2 separate regions of the Mus musculus genome follow, and region 1 is linked to region 2. A link is a contact called in public Hi-C data. All regions are on one chromosome and are shown on one strand. Each heading gives the region's core, a stretch centred on a gene start, on an enhancer-like site or on the middle of the called end of the contact. The rest is flanking DNA. Distances are from core to core; before and after follow the strand shown.

What was found. Hi-C and Micro-C count contacts between places; a contact is called where the count stands out from the background.
Region 1: a contact with region 2 is called in a Hi-C map of Th1 cells, with 5 times the contacts expected there. The contact joins two enhancer-like sites. A contact is called at or near these places in 1 of 39 promoter capture datasets (embryonic stem cells), 4 of 15 datasets of contacts at CTCF or cohesin (CD8 T cells, embryonic stem cells, hippocampal excitatory neurons and 1 more), 85 of 484 Hi-C or Micro-C datasets (the AtT-20 cell line, the BV-2 cell line, the Ba/F3 cell line and 43 more) and 9 of 115 datasets of contacts at active chromatin or transcription factors (CD8 T cells, Th17 cells, astrocytes and 4 more).

Annotation. Positions count from the first base shown.
Region 1 is chr7:114,668,899-114,674,759 of GRCm38.p6, reverse strand. No RefSeq gene overlaps it. Among named protein-coding and RNA genes, the nearest start is that of Calca, 35 kb to the right of the region's middle. Within about 2 kb of position 3,684, at least 17 of the 459 cell types and tissues checked have an H3K27ac peak or open chromatin away from gene starts, as enhancers often do. A contact at or near this core is called in CD8 T cells, Th1 cells and Th17 cells, where this site is marked.
Region 2 is chr7:114,577,197-114,583,084 of GRCm38.p6, reverse strand. No RefSeq gene overlaps it. Among named protein-coding and RNA genes, the nearest start is that of Cyp2r1, 17 kb to the right of the region's middle. Within about 2 kb of position 1,659, at least 17 of the 459 cell types and tissues checked have an H3K27ac peak or open chromatin away from gene starts, as enhancers often do. A contact at or near this core is called in CD8 T cells, Th1 cells and Th17 cells, where this site is marked.

The sequences.
Region 1 (5,861 bases), core at 2,435-4,934, 90 kb before region 2:
ATTAAAATTATAAAGGAAAGAAAAAGACTGTGATATTAATGCTTCTCTAGGTTAAAAACAGGCATATTTAAGATAAATTTTGAAAGAAGCACAGGAGAGGAAAGTGACTGGGATCTTTAAGAGAATGATTTTAACAATAGATAAAAGATCTGAGCAGATGCAGTGGCTTGGACTTGGATCCGACCACGTCTTATCTGCCTGTCTAATCATGGCCAGTGTGAATCAGCCAAATAAGAATGACTCCTTAGTTTTCTTGTCTGCTACCCAGGTTTGATCCAGAAAAAGTAACACAGATTAGACAAGATAAAACACTCCAAATTGCTTTAGTGAACAACTTAGATTCCCAGAAATAGCAAAAGTTTGAAGCCGAAGTAATTTTTCTACTCCTTGCTATCACTGAGGAAGCTGGAAGCCCTGGAGAAGGAGATAAAGACACAATATCTACAAACAAACACACTGCTCTAAGCCAAGACTTCAAATACTTGTTCTGTCTTGTTTAGGTGTTACATTAGTCACTTTTCTTGTTGCTATGGCAACCATCTATACAAAAGCAATTTGGGAAGAAACCATTTATTTGGTCCATAGTTTGGGGGCAACGTCCATCATGGCGGGGAACACCCCAACAGCTGGAGCCTTACGCGGTCGGTCACATCACCTCCACAGTCATGAAGCAGAGGGAGATGAACATTCCTGCTCAGCCTGCTTCTCCCTCTTATGATGACCTTGACCCAAGCCCAAGCCCACTCACTTTTAGAATGAGTCTTCTCACCTTAACCTAATAAAGATAATCCTTCCGGGGCATGCCTGGAGACTAACCTAAATTAACCTTCAATGCCTTGTTTCCCAGACAATTCTAAGGTCTCTCCAACTGAGAATATTAACCATCACAGGTATAGAATAATTTTCTATTAACAAAATAATATAAAAAATAAAAATGATATGCCTTTTTATGCTAGAAGAAAACTACATTTAGTTTAACATGTCTAGTTATTTAAACTGTACAAATAGGAGTTTGTTTTTTAAACTAACTACTTCTTAAAACATATTTTAAGAGAAGAAAAATTGGAGTTATATTGGTCTGCTCCCAGTTGGCATAAGAAAATACTGCAGGCGGGGAATTTTATAAACAATGATTTAGTTTGCCTTATGGTAAGGAAGGGTGAAGGTCCTAAATGGAGTTACCTCATTAACTCAGCCTCTGGAGAGAAGCCTAGGATAGATATCATCACAGAGATAGAAGCACATCAGGGTGAGATGCTGATAGTACAAGGAAGACAGAAACCAAGGAGGGCTTGTCTTGCTGTTTTAATAATAGCTTCCTGTGACACCGAATTCAAACTCCTCAAATGACCCAATTGCTTCCCATTCAAGCCCACCTCCTGAAAGTCCTACCATCTCCTGACATTGATGTTCTGAGGATCACACTGCTCATAACTGAACTCTTCGTGGGCAGACTCAAACCACAGCCGAAAGCATAGCCAAAGTTAATAACATATTCCTGGAAAAAGGAATGATGCTATATATCTTAGGAGTTTTGAAATTTTTGATGACTATGATGAAATGTATAAGGCCTGCCAGTGAGTTGACTCGGTCAATGGCACACCTGTATAAGAATGCTGTTCATCAACAGAGAGTCTTTGTAGCTGTGCTCTCCAGAACACTAGGCACTAGCTACATGCAGCTACCAGACACCTGAAATGTTGTTGAGATAACTGAGAAATAGAAATTTTCATTCTATTTAATACATAAGAATTGAAAATTAAATGCCCACAAGTGGTTCTCAGTAGCAAGAAGGGCATTTTTCTCTCCGTTTCCACTAGAGGGCACATCTACTCAGCAGAAGAATACAACAAGTCTACCCTGACTAACTAAAGCTGTTTTAATCCCCTGCTTTGGCACTCCAAGAAGCCACCTCCCTGCACTACCTCTTCACTGCTGCCACTAACTAAGAGCAAATGCATTTAGCATGCTATCACCAAGGACAAGAACTGATCCACATCAGAAGACTCGAGATCCATAAACTAATGTTATACAGAACATGCTTATACAGTGAAGGAAAAAATACTCTGCACAAATGTTCACTTTTCTACAAGCAAAATTGATATTAAATTCTCCTTTAAAATTATCAATCTTTATAAATCCTCATCATCATGAATTTCCAAGAAGAATTAGATTTACAGTTTCTCAAGCTTACGTAATAACAGGAACTTGAGTGTGAAGCAGTACTAATCAATATCCACTGGTCCAGCATTTTCCACCCAGCACCTGAAAGCACTGTTTTCCAAAATGAAATCAGTTTGTCAACAACCTCTGCATATGCTCTGTAAGCATCATTCTCTGTCCATATTTTTACTGAGGTATCCATCCATACGTTTCTACAGAGTTCAAAATAGTGCCTTCAAGCTATTTTTCCCTTCTTATATTTACTTACATATTCATATATATGTGTGTGTATATATGTATATGTATATGTATATGTATATGTATATGTATATGTATATGTATATGTATATGTATATGTATATGTATATGTATATATGTGTGTATATATATAGGTATATATGTGTGTGTGTATATATATATATATGTATATATACATATATATATATACACAGGGGTTGGGGTTTTTGGTTTTTTTGTTGGTTTTGTTTGTTTGTTTGTTTGTTTGTTTTGTTTCGTTTGTTTGTTTGTTTGTTTGTTTCGAGACAGGATTTCTCTGTGTAGCCCTGGCTGTCCTGGAACTCACTCTGTAGACCAGGCTGTCCTCGAACTCAGAAATCCAACAGCCTCTGCCTCCCAATTGCTGAGGTTATAGGCATGCGCCACCACTGCCCGGCCACTTATATATTTCTTATATTTACTTAAAATGTGCTGCAACCAGTGCACTTACTAAGCACTTAGCATGGGCCAAACATGAACCAAGGTGCTGGGTATACATTTCAGCAAACAAGGCACACATGATTTTGATCATTGTGAATTCTAGAGAAAGCAAAGAAAGATACACAGATTGTCAGTTGCTGATCAGTATTATGGAAAAATCAAACAGAAAGTGAACCAAACTTTTAAAATAGAAAGCAGTGTGATGTGCTCTGCATCTTTACAGCATCACTTCCACCATGGTGAACAGACACTGTGGGGACTGGCACCGAGAAGAGGAACAGGAAACCCAGTGGAGAAGCTGACTCACCCACCTGTGAGATTCCCTAGCTAGAACAGGGTAGCCCAGAGATTTTACAGAGCAGTGAGCCTGAGCAGGCTGCTCACCTCCCTGCCTGTGTATCTTGAACTGCATTGCTCCAGTTTTCTTTCTGTTTCCTATGGGTCTTAGAAATACTAAATGTATGTCTCTCACAAGACAAGAGAACAAAACAAACCTGACATCTTCTTATCCCCTAAACCAAATTAAGAAAAGGTGGAATTCAGTATTGTCTCCTCCCTTCCCTTGATTTAAGTCAGGATGTCTAGAGTTAGAAACTGAGGCAGGGGGGTTATAGGTGTGCTAGCTTTACATCAGCATCACAAAATACCCAAGTATTGACCAAGTTATGAAGAAAGACTTACCTTCAGCTCCCAGTTTCAGAACTTCAGTCTGTGGTCAGTTTGGTTGTTTTGAAGTCTGTGGTAAGGAAGTACATCTGGGCAGGGAGCAGGCAGTGACAGAACTATTCACCTCATGGTGGCCCAAAAGCAAAACATAGGCACGACAGGAAGGACCACAGACCTCTCCCTTTCAAGAGGTGCTACAAGGATCCTCTAACTAGGTTCCACTGCCCAGCAGCACACAGGCTGGAGACCAGGTTTTAACACCGAGTAAGGCAGCAGGGGACGCACTTAAGATCTAAACTATGACATTGGGGAAGTTACTCCCCTAAGCAAAAGGGTGTGAGGACATGGGGCAAGGCAAGAAAGCAAAGTTAGAAGAACAGCGTCTCTCCTCTAACAAAATACTGCATGAGTGATGGACAGGAAGGGAAGAAATGAAAGAGAATGGGGCACTATTTGGAAAAAGAAGAAGGCCAGCAGGGCTTGGAATCCAAAAGGTTGCAGTGCTGGGCAACTATGAGCAATGAACTTGAACAATGACTATGAACACACATGAACTTGTCATATGAAACCTACTGTTTTGTGCAATGAATACAGTCATAACAGAAAGAAGAAGCAGAAAGCTAAGTAATTATGTCTCAGCTAGGTAGTAGCCTCAGTGTGGTCCTGCAGAGTGCCCTAGAGAAATGTACCATGGAGAGGTTCTCTCCTAGAGCAGAGGGTTGGCCTCCATCAGCCATTTCTTCTCCCATCCTCAGGAGGACACACCTTTCGTGTCTTGTCTCATTTCCCTCACCGGCACACCCTTCTCCACAGAACTATTTCTCACTGGGAACCCTCAGCTATGGACTGATCAATATAGGGTATAAAGGCTAGTACCCTTGCCTCAAGGCCAAGAAAGGTAGCTGCTATTCACACTGCTGAGCGGGGGCGCAGCTCAGGCTGCACTTTAGCTGAATCTGCCTTTTGCTTTGGTTTCTTCCCATCCCTAGCTTCATGCCTCATTATTGTAAACAAGCTCCTTTTGAGAGCAAGTTCTCAGTGAAGCAGAAGAACTCCCTGCTGTAGTTGTAGCATTTGCTAAGGAATTGTTGCCTGGCAACAATTGTCCCCCTGATACTGCAGCAGACACCTACTTCCTGCTGCCCCACGGTGATTCTACGTTTGTAACCCCAAAACAGCTCAAGCTACTTCTTACTGTCTTTCTAGTCCTGCCACCCTCCAGCTATACTCCTGTTAAGAATCACCTGGGACTCCCAGCAAAAAAGGCACTTTCTGGCTTTATTTTCCAATACTGACCTCTCTGGTTGGTCTAGGAAGCTGCACTTTTTATTTTTAATTAATTATTTTATTTACTTACATTTCAAATGTTGTCTCCCTTCCTGGTTCTCCCTCCACAAGCCCCCCATCTCCCTTCCCCTTTGACTCTAAGAGGGTGCTCCCCCACCTACCCACCCACTCCCACTTCCTCCCTCTAGAATCCCCCTTCTCTGGAGCATCAAGCCTCCACAGGTCCAAGCACATCCCCTCCCCCTGAGGCCAGGCAAAGCCATCCTCTGCTACATATGTAGTGGGGACCATGGGCCAGCTCGTGTATGCAATTTGTTTGGTGGCTTAGTCCCTGGGATCTCTGGGGGGTCCAATTAGTTGATACTGTTGTTCTTCCTATGGGGTTGCAATCCCCTTTGAAGCTGCACTTCTTTTCGAGTGTGCCTACTACTTATCCTGAAGGAGTTCAGGCTCGGAAAAATGCTCATTCCTCCTTTCCAATCCCATTGCCTCTACTTAAAATTGAGCCTGAACAAAAAGAAAGAAAGAGAGAGAGAGGGGAGAGAGAGAGAGAGAGAGAGAGAGAGAGAGAGAGAGAGAGAGAGAGAGAGAGAGAGAGAGAGGTGGCTGCTCTTAGGTAGACACATTTGGGAGAGTCCAGAGTGGTCATGACCAGGCTTAGGTGGTCCACATGGGGAGAGAGGGAGGGCAAGGGAAGGGAGAAGAAAGGGGAGCCAGGAGGTTCAAAAAGATGGGTGGTGGGTAACCACAATGTCTGTATCATATAGGGAAGAGCCTTCTGTGGAAGGGCAGCCCAGTCCCTGAGCTGGAGAGCTCAGGGTAGAGGACAGGGTATGCCAGCCATACTCTGTAACAGGCAGAGATTGAGAGATGTTGAGACGGGGGCGGGAGGGGGGATCTCACTTCTGTGTTCCTTTATAATGTAATGCATTTCTTGTTTCTTGTCTATCCAAGGAGGCCTCATATGAACTGAGCTGAAAGCCTCTTCCATTATCACCTCCCCATTATTATACTAACCTTTGGCACTG
Region 2 (5,888 bases), core at 410-2,909:
AGAGGGGATTTTGAAGTTTCCAACACAGAAAATGATAACTATTTGAAATGATGGATATGCTAATTACTCTGAGTTGATTATCACACATTATACACATGTTTCAAAATATTATGCCATCACCCATAAGTATGCAAAATTATGTATCAATTAAGCTTTTAAAAACATTTTAAAAAACAAATTTAAATTTGATCTTTTTTATTTTGACAATTTAACTCATCTATTTGTTTCTTCTGGCCAACTTGATGGCTATACAATTCACATAAGATTAAATGTATTCATTTTAAATTAATAGTTTGGTAAGTTTTGACAAACAGAATCATTATCAAAATCAAATAAAAGCAAAGAAAAGAAAGAATAAAGTTTAACAACTTGTTTCACACAAAAGCAAAGAGAAAAGGAGAGAAGAACACGCAGGACAAAGGGCATATGGGACAAAGCCAACAAAAACAGAAAACTATCTCAATTACATCAGGAACTGTTTTTAAGCTAAGTGGAGTTAACATTCCAATTAAAACAATGGCCAGCACGAGCATGGTGCTCAGGGTTAGAGCCCTGTGCTTTGGAGTGACAGGCAGAAGATGAATCCAATGCCATTTGCAGCTATATAAGGTCTGAGACTAGTTTGCTTACATGATACTTTCTATCAAACAAACAAACAAAAGAGATGACTATATAAAAATCACTATTATATCCTGTTCACAAATACGAGAGCAAACCAATGAGAAAGGATCTGCCAGGAAAACAGTAGCTCAATGCACAGAGCATGGCTACACAGCATCAGATAAACTAACCTGACACAAGAAGTATTACAGGTGATACAGGAGAGCTCAAAATCCTACAACACATGGAACAGGAAAATCCTCACACTTTCTGTGCCTGTCATAGGGTAGACTGTGGCTTCATGATACAGACAACAGAAATAGAAAAGATAATGCACATTGTCGAGGAAGTTAGCACATCCTTCTCAGTAGCCAACCAAGAAAAAACAAAAACAACAAGAGCCTTGGACCACACCATTAGGCAATGTGCCTTACTGAGAGGTTACAGAATATGTACCTATTCAAGTAGACCTAACACATTTACCAAAAGAGGCACATACCATAAAGCGACTCTCAATTTCAAAGAATTAGAAGTGAGAGTATTTCTTTCATCATTACAAAAGATAATTTAGAAATCAACAAAAGTAGAAAATACACAAATAAACTACAAACTTAATAGTGCAGTTCTAAGTAACTCATGTGTCTAGGAGACAACCACCATGAGAATAGAGAATGTTCTGAAAGAAGAATGGAAACATGACCTGTTGGGCTCTGTGGAACAACTAAAGATAACAATGGGGGAAAAAAAATCACTGCATATTTCAAATGAAGGCTCAAGAGTTACTTCAACTTCCATCTTAAAAAAAAAAAAACTAGAAAAAATAGATCATAAATTAAACCAAACACAAAGGAAAGAAACAATAAAGATAAAAATAGAAAATAATGAAGTAGCAGAAAAAAAAATCAGCGAAGCCCAAAGTGGCTTCTTAGATTAATCAACATAAAATAGGGCACACTACCAGAGACCACACAGATGTGAAATGGTACGAAGAGCACAGTATCAATAACTTGGCCAACCTTGACAAAACAGACATTTACTGAAAAACAGACAAGTTGCTAAAATTTACACCTCAGGAAATGGAAACTATGAGTAATCGCTTGTCTGACAAAGATGTGTATGTGTAGCTTGGCTCCGGCTACAAAGCAAACTTCAAGAAAGGAATATACTCTACCAAAAACCTAGAGAAGCATCGATGAACCTCCCAGCTAATCCCACCAAAACTTGTGAAGACATTACCAGGACAAGAAAACTAGAAGCAAAATTCTCCCACAAATAGAAATGTAATCCTAGACAAACAGCAAGAGCAATAGGAAGCCAATCACAGAACTAGACAGCCTGGCCCTGAAGCCCACCTCGGCCACTCCTGCTCCCACAGCGTGGGGGAGGGGACTGCTCGGCCTGTGCTTTCTCACCTGTACATGGTGTTTGTGCTTGAAATACAGATTGGTCTTTCCATCCAAAAGTCAATTTAATTTACCACTTAAACAGAATAAAAGAGATGCCCCATGCAGTTGTCTCTGTATATGTAGAAAGGGGTTTGACAAAACCCAAGACTCTTCTGGATAACATTTAAAACATTATTATTTTGAAAAAGAATATTTAAAAATGTCATTGCTATCACCATTTAATGTAATAACAGTGAATTCTTTGCCTCTGGGTTCTCAGACAGCAAATGCATATACCATCACCAGCTCTTTTTCAACATTGTGCTGAATACCAGCAAATATCCCTAAGGCATTTCTGCATCAATTAAGCCTTAGCGACTTCACTTCTTTCCCTTGAACTTAATTATTCAGGAATGAGAAATATTTCCATGAGTTCACATCAGTTTCCTCCTCAGGGATTAATCACACTAGCAAGCACTTGTTATCTAGATAGCTTTCTGTCGCCATCTGGTGGCAAAAAACAACCAGCCTAAGGTTTAATCCTTTAACTCAGAGATTGAAGAGAAAAGCAATCAAATTGATTGAAAGGTAAAGAAAGAGAGAACGCAGAGCAAGTCCAGGACCCTCCGTCAAGTCAGGCCATGCACTTCCCTCAGCCCTTGCTCCATCTCTGCAGATCACCATGAGCAACAGGAGTATGTTAGGAAACTCTGGACCCAGATGACCCAGGCCCCAATGCCCAGCTCTACTGTTTACTAGGTTTGGGCTTTTAAAGTGATCTAAACTTGCTTGCCTCAGCTTCATTGTCCATAAAATGGAATAATACTATCGTCTACCTTGCTAGAATGTGAGGGTCCAAACTGCCAGTATGCAGCACTAAACATACTGAAAAACCAGTCAAGTGCTGTTGGATTTTTTTTTTTGTCTTTATGAGAGAGGGTTGCAGAACACAGTACTTTGAAAGTCATATTAGCAATTACTATAAAATTAGGTATGTTAGCCTGATCATGACAACACTAATTCCAGTCCTTGTGAATGAATGTATACCCTGAACTAAGGCTACACAGAATGTAATTTGTCTATACAACTGAATAGTACTCATCCATTAAAAATAATAAGATACTAAGACATATGTTATAATTAGGATGAAACATTAAAACATAATGCTATATGAAAGAAACCAAACATAACTGGCTGCCACTGCATAGTTCCTTTAGCACTATCCCTTTCAGTAGATGGTGTTTAAAGCCCTCCTCTTATGTGGGCCTGACTTATGACTTGCTTCCAAAGGATAAAATATGGAGAAAACCAATGTGACAGTGCAGAGAGCTTTCAGGAACGAAGCTGAGACCACATGTGACGAGCCCTGTTGATGTTATGAGAAGGGTTCTTCACTTCTCTGGTGCTCCTTCCCAAACCCCCATGCTAATCTAAATGTGAGGGGAACATTAAGCTAATCCAAATTGGGGAAATTCTACAAAATGCCGTGCCAGAACTCCTCTAAATCCTTAATTTCACTAAAAAGAGGACAGGGAGCATTAAAAAATATGAAAAACTGCTATAGAACAATGGAAACAGGATGGCAAACTGCAGTGAAGCAGCATGCTGGATTAGATCTTGGGACATAAAAATGAAAACTGGAGAAGAAACTCGGAAACTTCGAATGGCTCTTAGAATGTTGTTAGTAGTTAGCATCCGATATTACTCACTTGATTCAGACCAATGAAAAATAGTTATAGAAGATGGCAAAGTAGGCGACAAGTACTCAGGAACTCTCGATCTCCAAACTTTGTTGTAAATCTAGGTTTATTCCAAAATTAAAAGTTTTTTTTTTTTTAAAGAAAAGAACAGGATGAACTGGAATGAGCTTGTTTTGCATACAGATGTTAGATTAAGAGGTTGTTTTACAATAAAGAAAAGGATCTAATTGGTATATTTTCCATGGAAATGTTTCTAGTTGATAATGATTCTCTCACAAATCCAAGGAAGTCACAAGTTAAGTTTCCCTACAACTTGCCAAAAAGAGATGAATGGTAAATACAGGGTCAGGTCCTATACACTGAATAATCTCAATGACTTTTAAATAATCCTATGCTTTAAATTAAAACCATTTAGCCAAGTAAAGCATCATATGTCTTTAATCCCAGCACTCAGAAGTCAGAGGCAGGCAGATGTGAGTTTGAGGCTAGTATGGTCTACTATTGAAAGAAAGAAAGAAAGAAAGAAAGAAAGAAAGAAAGAAAGAAAGAAAGAAAGAAAGAAAGAAAGAAAGAAAGAAAGCCAGCCATTTAAGGACCCTAGATGCATTAACTCAGTGTCACAAAAAAACCTTGGTCTTGCCCCTCCACAAACATGTGACATGGCCTCGTGCCTAATAGAGCTTTGAATATGGGTCACTCCCTGTCTTATTTGGCCCTCCTCTATGACCAACACAGCAGTCTCTTTCTTCCAAAAGTATCCGTTTAGGTCTAAGGGGTCCTAAAACACCAGACAAAGGCCTTGGAAGCCACACTTTGGTCATAAAATGAGTCTTCATAATAATCCCAGCTCTGCTCGGCCAGTCTAACATCACAAACAGATGGCAGCACCACCAGCTCCCTTCTCAACAGCGTCTAAACCTGCCATGTGAGATTTGGTGAGGAGCCTACTCCATGGGACCAACACGGTTAAGTGAAAAACTATGATATGGGGGTTAGGAGACGCTAGAGTTGAGAAGCCTGTCCCCATGGGAACTACATAGAAAGTCCCTATGGCTGAGTTGTATCATTTAACCATAAATATAAAAAGACAATGGCAAGAGTCATTAGAGAAAATAACTCCTACAGAAAACCCTTCAAGTCCAGAACTCCCTTCGGTTCCTGATTCCCAGTTCCCAGAAACCTGGCCAAATTGTTCTGCTGACTAAACACAGGGCCAGGCCACAGTGCAGGATGCATATCTTTGCCCTGAAACTAAACAGCCCTAGATCTTAGCAGTACAGGGATCTTGGTACCTACTAGATGCACACATGCCCACAAGACTAGACATATTTCATATCTGTGTACAATGTTAGGCTTGAAACACTTACAGCTTGTAATGGTTCTCCTTTACTTTGGGGTGCCCAAGGATACAACTAAGACCCTTCCTCTTTTACTGGATTCTTCTCTTGCTTCCTACAACTGGGTACATGTGGTTTCTCTTCTGGGCTTCAAGCCCACATTTCAGAGTGTGAGAGTGTGCTTAGGATCAGCAATAGCCATGACAAATGGTCTCTGTGAGTCAGTACAGGCAGCAAGAACATAAGCACAGAATGTACTCTGTGCTCAGAAGGGAGGACACTGAAAGTTCGGAGTTTGGGGGCCTCTTTTAGGTAAAGCTTCAGGACTGTGTGTGTGTGTGTGTGTGTGTGTGTGTGTGTGTGTGTGTGTGTGTGTGTGTGAGCTTCAGGACTCTGTGTGTGTGTGTGTGTGTGTGTCTGTCTGTCTGTCTGTCTGTGTGTCTGTGTGTCCTGAGATACTAAGAGAGTAACAAGTGCTTTTAACCTCCTAACCCCCTTGCTAATGGGCAAGTTCACACATACATCTTTAATTAAGAAAGGGAGAACAGGACTGGTCTCTCTTTTAGGTTAAAGATGAGCAAAGATTTGGGCCAGAGAAGAATGTCCTCACCAGCCCTGCAATAACTAACATGCATTCTCTAGAGATACCCCAGACATTATTTGTCCCAATCCATAAGGCAAGCCTTCACCTTCCCTTAGCAAGTGTGAAATAAAGTCTCCTTGTGGGTATGAAAGAAATCTAGGTTGACCAGATGCCCATATATATTTCACAGCCAGGATCTCTGGAAAGATCAATGCTGTTCATCCCTAGCTCTCTTATCTTACAGAATCCATTCCAGCCTTAGAGAAATCTCCCCTGGAAGTTG